Regions from separate parts of the Sus scrofa genome. Here region 1 is linked to region 2. A link is a contact called in public Hi-C data. All regions are on one chromosome and are shown on one strand. The core of a region is the stretch at or near the end of the contact, and the rest is flanking DNA. Distances in the headings are between cores, read along the strand shown. Region 1 overlaps C1H6orf183 (putative uncharacterized protein C6orf183 homolog). Region 2 overlaps C1H6orf183 (putative uncharacterized protein C6orf183 homolog).

What was found. A called contact is a pair of places that touch in the nucleus more often than the background predicts.
Region 1: a contact with region 2 is called in a Hi-C map of subcutaneous adipose tissue, with 1.7 times the contacts expected there. The contact joins two enhancer-like sites. A contact is called at or near these places in 3 of 47 Hi-C or Micro-C datasets (heart right ventricle, skeletal muscle and subcutaneous adipose tissue) and 2 of 2 datasets of contacts at active chromatin or transcription factors (alveolar macrophages and skeletal muscle).

What each region holds. Positions count from the first base shown.
Region 1 is chr1:75,416,692-75,421,116 of Sscrofa11.1, reverse strand. It overlaps C1H6orf183 (putative uncharacterized protein C6orf183 homolog), which reads right to left. Exons shown (of 48, transcript XM_021090835.1): 43 at 3,724-3,876; 44 at 3,368-3,502; 45 at 921-1,130. Among named protein-coding and RNA genes, the nearest start is that of CD164, 39 kb to the left of the region's middle. Within about 2 kb of position 2,631, at least 40 of the 83 cell types and tissues checked have an H3K27ac peak or open chromatin away from gene starts, as enhancers often do. A contact at or near this core is called in alveolar macrophages and subcutaneous adipose tissue, where this site is marked.
Region 2 is chr1:75,329,050-75,333,468 of Sscrofa11.1, reverse strand. C1H6orf183 (putative uncharacterized protein C6orf183 homolog) reads right to left here. Exons shown (of 48, transcript XM_021090835.1): 19 at 454-654. Among named protein-coding and RNA genes, the nearest start is that of C1H6orf183, 100 kb to the right of the region's middle. Within about 2 kb of position 3,093, at least 11 of the 83 cell types and tissues checked have an H3K27ac peak or open chromatin away from gene starts, as enhancers often do. A contact at or near this core is called in alveolar macrophages and subcutaneous adipose tissue, where this site is marked.

The DNA.
Region 1 (4,425 bases), core at 1,382-3,881, 88 kb before region 2:
GGAAGAAGGCTGGACTGGAGAGCTGGAGCTACACGGCGGGGGTTGGGCGGGGGGGAACACGCAGGGGACTGCGGGCAGCCCCCAGCAGCTGGGAGAGACCTGGAAGTGGTTCTGCCAGGGCCTCCTGGAGGAACCACACCTTGACTTCAGACTCTGGCCTCCTGAACTGTGAGAGAATCCAGTTTTTATCCTTTCTTGTTATTTATTTTTGTAAAATTCTCCTTACTGATCTTTTCCTTGAGTACTCGAAACACATGGCCAATCATTTAACCTTCCGATTTCTGTTTCCTAATTTCTGGTGAATCAATTATGTGACTTATTCATTCAACGAATATGTGTGAAACACCTGCCCTGGAAGGTAATTTTTTTCCCCTTTTGTGTTGAGTTACATTCTGTGGTCTCTTTTGTTGGAACTTGCATTAGTCCAAATGTACTTTATATTATTTCCTCCTTTTTTTTTTTTTTTTTTTTTTTGCTGTGGGATATAATCAACAGGAACATATTGTGCTGGAAACCACTTCTGCCTTTCCTTTTTTTTTTTTTTTTTTTTTTAATCTCTGCAGTTCTAGAAACACCATGAATAAAATCCCCTTCTAACGGCTTCCATAATACTTGCTGCTTTTTCAGATTAATAGTCAGGATTTTCTAAAAAGTCCCTCCTAATTCAAAGATGAAAGCCAAGTGGAAATATGTTTTTCAAGTGGGTTATAATGATGCCAAGATTCTGGGCTTTGAGGCAGTAAAGCCATCATCTTTCATCCTAAGCAGCCGGAACAACTGCTCCATTTCGCTGGTGGGTCTGGGGGTGACAGAGGTGAGGAACAGCACTGTGAGGGCATGAGAGGCACGGGAAGGACAGGGGAGAACGAACCAGCTCTGGCTGGTGCACTCTGATTTGCTCCTCTCACTGGAGTTCTCACCTGTTGGAGTTCTCTCTGAATTTTCTTCTGCTGGAGCTGGCCCAGTTTAGAAGCCCTCTCGGCCTCTTCAGTAAGGAGCTGCAGGTGCTGTTCTTTTTGCTCCACATCCTCCAAGAGCTTCTCCATGCTGGAGGTCTTCATTAAATCCAGCTGCTGCCGGTGGAGAGCTTCCTGGGTCACTCTATGTTCTAACTCTTTCAGCAACTGCCCCTGGGGAAGGAAAAGGCCAAAGGAAACAAAGGCAATCTTCTCAGCAGGGAACAAGAGGTTGGCCAATGCAACTGTCCCCTCCACTAGTGCTCAGGGACAGAACTGTGGGGAGTATTCCTGGGCTCAGGGTACCACAGCCCAGTGTTCTGTTCTGTCCTGTGCCTGCCAGCAGGCAGCAAGACCACTGGGATCTTGGCCGGCCTGACATTTAAGTAAGCTCTGAGGCAACAGTCAGAGGAGAAACAAAACAAGCAGAGGCAGGAGCTAAGCGAGTGATAAGGCCATTCTGCAGTGGTGCCAGGTTGAACAATTTCATTTTTCCTTACCCAAATTTGATGCTGATGTACATATTAGGAAACTTATGAACCAAGCAGTCCTGTCTATCACAAACTACATTTGCACTGCCACTGAGCCTTTATCACGCAATAGCATGGGAGGGGCTGAACCCTAAGGGACAGGGTGATGCAATATGTACAGTGAGTGGGGGAGAGAAGTGCTAATCTTGCCTCTGTTTTGACTTCCAAAATAGCTTCCAGATGGTTGGAAAAGGAAAAGTGTAGTAATAATTTGGTTCTGTTCTGAAATTTTTCTCATTAGCAATCACTCGATGGTCGATCCTTAATTATAACATTAATAATGACGAGCAATACTTGGATGATGACTTTACATAATGATAGATCATAATTCACCTGGCTTACAATAATCAAGGGATTAGGGTCCAAAAGGAACAGATTATATATATTTTTTAATTAAAATTTTTTTTATTTTTCATTTTTTTGGCCACACCTGTGCGATGTGGAAGTTCCTGGGCCAGGGATTGAACCCATGCCACAGCAGTAACCTGAGCTGCTGTAGTGACAACACCAGATCCTTAATATGCTGAGCCCCAAGAGAACTCCGAAAGATTATATTTTACATTTTATGTTTTAAAATATGCCCAGGATTCCCAGCTTGTTATTTAAACTCAGCTGTTTTCTCTCTAAACTTAGGGTCTGTTTCATTCATGCTCAGAGGACTGGTGCAGTTATTAAGAGTTTAGACTGTTAAAAAAAAAAAAAACCTTTATTTTGGTGCATCAGTAACATCTGAAGTTATGACTTGGGGCTGATCATCAGGAAGGGAGCCAAGACTCTGTTTGGGGCTAATGCTGACAGCCGGGCCACACTGGTGGAAAGCATGCTTGGAGCATGAAAAGAATGTGTTAGAGGCAGAGACTCAGACCCCAAGATGCCCTCTGGGTAAAAAGATCCTCAGAGAAATACACAGAACAATCTTAGGTATGAATAATATTTCACCATCTTAGCCAAACACGAATAAGAACAAAAGCCTCATGGCCACTACCCATGGTTTCTGGGCTGGGAAGGAGGGAGAAGGCAAGCTGAGGTTGGGGCCAGCAGGGCTGTCTGCTCCGATTCCCACTGTGGCCTCTGGTGACTGCTGCAGGCAGCGTGGTGCCGCTTCCTGTCACCAGAGCCTGTTAAAAGGGAGGAAGGAAGGGGGTCCTCAGATACCTGGTTCTCCTGCTGCTTGCTCATCCTCATGTTGTCTGCCTGAGCCCTGGCCAGAGCCTGCCTTAGAGCCAGTAACTGCTGCCGAAGTAAAACCACTTCTTGTTCTGCCATTAGCTTGATGTTCAAACACTCTTTTTTACTTTGCATAGCTTCCTGTAAACATCCCAAACACAGGAAGATATGATATACGTTTCTTTCTATGTTTTCAATTTCACCAGCAGTCTCTAAACCACTTAATCATCCATCATGCTTTAACTTTTCTGGTAGAACAGAGCTCCTGCTGGCCACTGCCTCCTTGATTTTAAATAAGAACAGTGTGACAAATCCGAGTAAATACTGAGTTTCAGAAACAGTAAGTCAAAGTTTCTAAACTGCTATTGATATGTGCTTTGGTTTCAATCTGCCTTAAAGTAGATTTTCCCTTATTGTTACTTCATTTTCCTCAGGTAATCATGTTTGAAACTCAAAGACTTGTAGTGTTTCGACAAAGCTGCCAGCACTTGGTAAATCTCCCTCCATTTTTTCCCTTCCCTTTGTGCTAAACTCCTGCTCTGTTCTCTCATTTGCTTCTTCGCTGTTTGCTTTTGGCTCTCTCCTATTTCTCTTCAGGCTCTGATATTGCCTGTTCCCAGGAAAACTCCCCAGCTATCAGATCTTGCTACCCGACACCAGGGCAGCAGCTGCAGCCAAGAAGGGCAGCAATCCCCCCTCCTCCCCAAGCCTCACCTTCTCAGCCTTGCTCAGCTGGCCCCGGAAGCGCTCCTGCTGTGCTGCCAGCCTCCAGCGGCCCAGGCTCCTCACTTTGCACACCAGGGCAGCCAGGCTACAGTTGTCCTGCTCCAAGGCCCGCAGCTGCTCCTGCTTAGAAGGGCTCACTTTCAGAAAAGACTGCCCCCAGCCCTTTACTTGGGAGGGACATAAATTCTAATATCAGAAACATGCCTTCCAGAAGATGAGACAATTGTGCTGTGAGCCCCAAAAGACCTTCTCAGGGAAACAGGACAGATATGCAAACAGAGTGAGCGGTGAGGTCAGATGCTAGGACGAAATGCTGACACCCCACTCTAAATGAAATCCCATACTTTGGCTGGGCTTTCTTGCATTTCTTCATCAGGTCTGGCAGAGCCCCACTTCTTCTTCAGGTTCTTCATATTGTCAATCCCTTCTGTTCTTACTTCGCCAACGAGCTCACATACTTTCTGGATCAAATTAAGTTGATTCTCCTCCAGCTTCTCCTGCAAATTGCAGACTCAGGTTTAGGAAGGGCAGCTGAGGAAGAGTCATTTTGCCTTCTAAAACCCAACTTTCAGAAATGATTTCATATTGAAACATCAGCCACCCAGACAACGACTCTGTCAGGTATTGTTTCAGGTCTTACTAGTGGCTCCTTTAGTGTTGTCTTCAATCTGTGGGACTCCATCCTGCGGACACCTGCACATCCTAGAGCCTGTGGTTGTCAGACGTCAATGCAAGTTGAGCAGGTAGAAGAGCAGGTCACAGGTGGAAAACCAAATCTCCCCTCTCCCCCTCACACAAAGGGTTACTTGGGAATTTGAACCTAGGGATTTTTATCAGGTTGACTCAGCAGAATCTGACCAGATGAGAACACTGTCCATCAGCTGCTAACGAAAAACTCCATTAAAAATAGATAAATTAGAGGAAGGAATTAGGCTGGCTTGACCTTCCTCTTTAGGCTCCAGCAGAAATCTCATTATGAAGCAGCCCCATTCTGAATGGCTACAGCTAACAGCTTATGGCAAAACAGTTTACTCATGTTAAGTATA
Region 2 (4,419 bases), core at 1,844-4,343:
GACTAAAATGAAAAAATTCTAAGCAGACCTAAGGTAACTGTATTGCAACAACTGTTATCTCCTAGCTTTTCCCCAGAGGACAAAGACTGTGATCATTTCTTATAGTGTCCTTAAAATACAACCTTTAAAAAACATATAATTTTATGCATTAATGTCCTACAAGGGGGTAGGTTTAGTCTTTTACTACCAATAAACTCTGTGATTGGATGAAAATAGGTTGTCAATTCTCTGTGGGCCATTAAATGTAATTAGGGTTGGAAACCTCCCTTTAGGATTGTAGTTATACTTGGAATTCAACAATGCAAATAAGCTTACAAATAAGCATGGTGTACATGCTGCCCTAGAAAACCCAGATTCTGGACCAGCACTGAAAGGAAAACATGACTTTCAGGTCTGGCCCATGTTTTCCATCCTCTTTGTACTTGGAATATTTTAAAACCCAAATGTACTCACATGCTGGTTGAGGACATCCCTCACTAGCTGCAGGTGGAGACTCAGGCAGGCACATTCATCACGGTAGGCCTTAATGAAGTAAGGGTGGCTGAGATCAAACCGTGGGCACCTGTGCATAATGTCAATGATCACTTGTGCTAAGGCAAATCTCTCCTCTGGGTCCAACGCATGCTGGTAGGCTTCGAAATAACTGTCAAGAAGCTGCAAATAAGGTTGAGAGTCAGAGAACAGGGCCCAGCAAAGAGAGGGGAGTCCACACCCTTTCCAGGCTTTGGAAAGTCCCCCACCTTTGGCAGGAGAGAAACAGCTCTGAACCTCTGGGTACCAGCCCCATGTGGGCAGTGCAGCATCAGTGTGACACAGACCAGGTTAGGGAGGGCAAGGGGAAAAGCACTCGTTTCACCTCTGTCCCCTCTTCCCCTGCTCTCCACAAATAAAATGTGGGTTATATAATGAATAATACAACATTTAATAATCATAAACTCCAATGAGACAGTGCATTCAATGCCACTTCATCAAATATATTATCTCCAACACCTTTTCCCACAGACCCATTCTCCCTCCCCCATTAAACTCCATCACCAAAGGTAGGCAGGTGGCCTCTGTCCCTCTTCTATATCCTCAGCCCCATTTATAATCCCTTCTCTTTAACAGTTCGCTAAAGTTTCACCTATATATAGTAAAGTGATGGGGGGGGTGAAGTGGTGGTGGTTAGAATAGAAGGCCAAGAATGAAAAGTTTCCTCTAAATATAAAGGCATTTATCCCAGATTGGACTCCACTAGGAAGGGTCTATGCACAGAACTCTCAAGTGCATCAAGGGAAGCTTCTGTTTTAGTGGAGTTCAAAAGTCTTTTCTAAAAATTGAAGAAAGCTTCCACACCCTAACCGAAGAGAGTTTTTAGTATAGGAATTCAGAAAGAGATGCTCTTTATTTTGCTTTTGCATTTGTCTAGGAGCTTAAGGAATTTCTGTCCTGTATATAAATTCTATTTGTGTGTAATTAGTAATGGGCTGGAATCCCAAACAAGGACCTAGAGGCCTATATGTAAGTAGTTCTGAACAATGTAGTTACTGTTTTAGGGTTGTTTAAAACCTTCATAGGCTTAGGCACACTTACTTTTGGAGATCATATCAAATATATCAAAACACATCCTAATATATTTTTCCTATAAAAATGTTAAATGATATTTATAATTTTGCTTTTCAAATTCTTTGGCTATGAGCAATACATTTAATTAGTGATTGGCTATGATTTTCTGGGCAGTATGTTCTTGAGGATTCTTATGAAGTAAGAACATCTGATCTATAAACTGTTTTCAAATATCATTTAAGCATTTGTTGGTAACTGTTTTGTATTTTACTTTTGTGTTTCTAAGAAATGCATGCTTTTTTTTTCTCAGATCTCTCTTATTTTCAGTGGTCCCTGAAAAGTTCTTCAATCCTAAACACAGCAAGTCTATATCACTTGATGAATAAATCAACTCTGACTGAAGGCTTCTGAACTTCTACTCCCACTGGGCTCACAAGGTGATGGATCCCTTTACTCTGTCATTCTAATCCAACATGTCCTCTCAGAGTTTCAGCTCGGTGTGTCACTTCCTAGTCATCTTTGACCAGCATCTCTAATGCAGACTTAAATTCTCTGAAAGGCCTCAGCTCCTGCAGTAGCTTTGTCACCAAAGACATGGGTGTGCCCAGTGTGTGCATTTAATTGGCAGCAAGGAGTGGATTGCTGAGGTTGCAATTTCTACCAATCTGACAGCCTAGTACTCTTAGGGATGCATTAGAGAAGAGAGTTTTTTGTTTCCTTGGGTATTGGAACTTGGGTATCTTCCTAGTGGTTTGAGGCCAGGAGGCCAGTCCACTTCTAAAGAAACTAAAGAATTTTCTAAAAGGACATAAAGAGTCCCTTTCATTGTGCAGAGTCCATAGCTTAGAATGCAAGACCGGAAAGAACTGAGAGGGAGTAAGCACTACTTGAATACAGGTGGCAACAGATCAGAGGAGAGTAAAGGAACCAAGTGGAGGGAAAGCCAGGACTGTCTCCTGAGTCTCATTCTTAAATGCTTAAGAATCAATAGCAAATGAGGAATCAAATACTGTCTTAGAAATGTCCACCGTCTGGGCTTCAGTGCTAAGGCTCAAAAATGGAGAGCCTGGGGCACTTTACTTAGCATCTAGTTTTGCAGAATGCCCTTTGGGAAACATTGGTCCAAGGGACCTTGGTCATCCTTAGTATTAAAAGGATAGGAGTTCCCATTGTGGCTCAGAGGGTTAAGAACTTGACACAGTGTCCATAAGGACGCAAGTTTGATCCCTGGCCTCAGTCAGTGGGTTAAAGGATCCAGTATTAGCTGTGGCTGTGGTGTAGGCCCAGCAGCTGCAGTTCTGATTCGACCCCTAGCCCAGTGGGAGTAAAAGTGTGGGTGTGGCTATAAAAAGAAAAAAAAAAATAGGATAACTCCCAAAGAGGCTAAAAACTTAGGACACAGAATGTGCTCCACAGGTTAGAAAGGTCACACACTTCAGAGCATGAGATGAAGGAAGGTGGAGATCCTTTGCCTTTAAGTGAGCCCCTGGGGAAAATGAAGCAAGAAAGGAGATCTAAATGACTACATTCTGTCCACAGAGTTCTACTCTAGAATGATATTCAATTATTAAACAGCAGAAGACAAAGCAGAAATGAAGGCGTGACTAGATGGGGTAAGAAGGGTGTTTCTCAATAGCCTAGGGGAAAGATTAGGAAAGAAACAATTACTTCCCTAAATCATTTGTGACAAATTTAAACCTATCTGGCTGTGCCAGCGCAATCCCAGGAGCTGGTTTATACTATTTGTATTGCCTTGCCCTGTTTTTGCACAAAGAGCCCTACTGTTTGGCTCTTTGGCAGGGGAAGTTCATGGGGAGGGTTCTTGCTGGTGATTCCAATCTGGTGATACCAGGTTGCAGAGGCTGGTGCTAAATTGCTAAGAGCACTTTGTTGGTGGTAGGGTTGCCAGATTTAACAAAGAAAATTACAGGTCAAGTTCAATGTGAATATATATGTATATATGTAAACAACCCATACCTTTTTAGTATACATATCCCAAACATTCTACCCGGCGACCCTAGCTGTTGAGAAGGAAAAATGTGGCTCTTTTTAAATTGACAAGCCTTTTTTCAAGGTTTGACCTCCAACTTGAAAAGCTCTCAGATGGTCCTTTGCATAATTTTATTATGAATTCTTTCCCAACAGGGATAGGACTGTGATCTTTCCATCTCACAGGTTCTATTTATTATCTGTTTGCTAACTGGCCCATTTCCATTTAAACTCTTGGCTGGCATTTGTTTAAGAAGTCTTCCTAGCCTGTCAAATGTCACCTGTGTATATCAAGGGCCAACTTTTAGGCCAAATAATATGTGGTACACACTGATGGTAGGCATTAAATACTGGAGAAAATAGAAAAAGAGCCAGAATGAATAATCTCAAGCTGTACTGTGTTTATATTTTTTACCTCAACCTCTTTTTATTTCTTGAGTTTAAAAAAACTCTGAAAAACAGTATTTTAGGTCAAATGAAAATGTAAAATAGAAAATCAATGTCAGACATCACTAGTCACAGAATTTTTTTCCTTTTTTTTTTTTTTTCTAAGTGCTTTAAATACAAATTCAAATTACCCTAAAAATGTGTCCTCTGGTGGCAGTGGACAGAATTAACATTGGTATAAATATCCCTTAGGAACTGGTACAGCTGATGCCTGGCCTCTCTGAGTCTCTTAATCCACCTAAATTCCTACCAGCTCTTTTTTTATGAGCATTTTTCATAATACAGATTTAAGACAACCCAATGTGTATGAGCAATTCTTAACTTTAGTGATTCCAACATATTTAACAATCAAAAACAGCTGAGGACACTTGGCTGTAGAATAAGTATGGGGAAAAATCAATTGTACTCTAGATAAAAATCTGGTTTATACATTGAAAA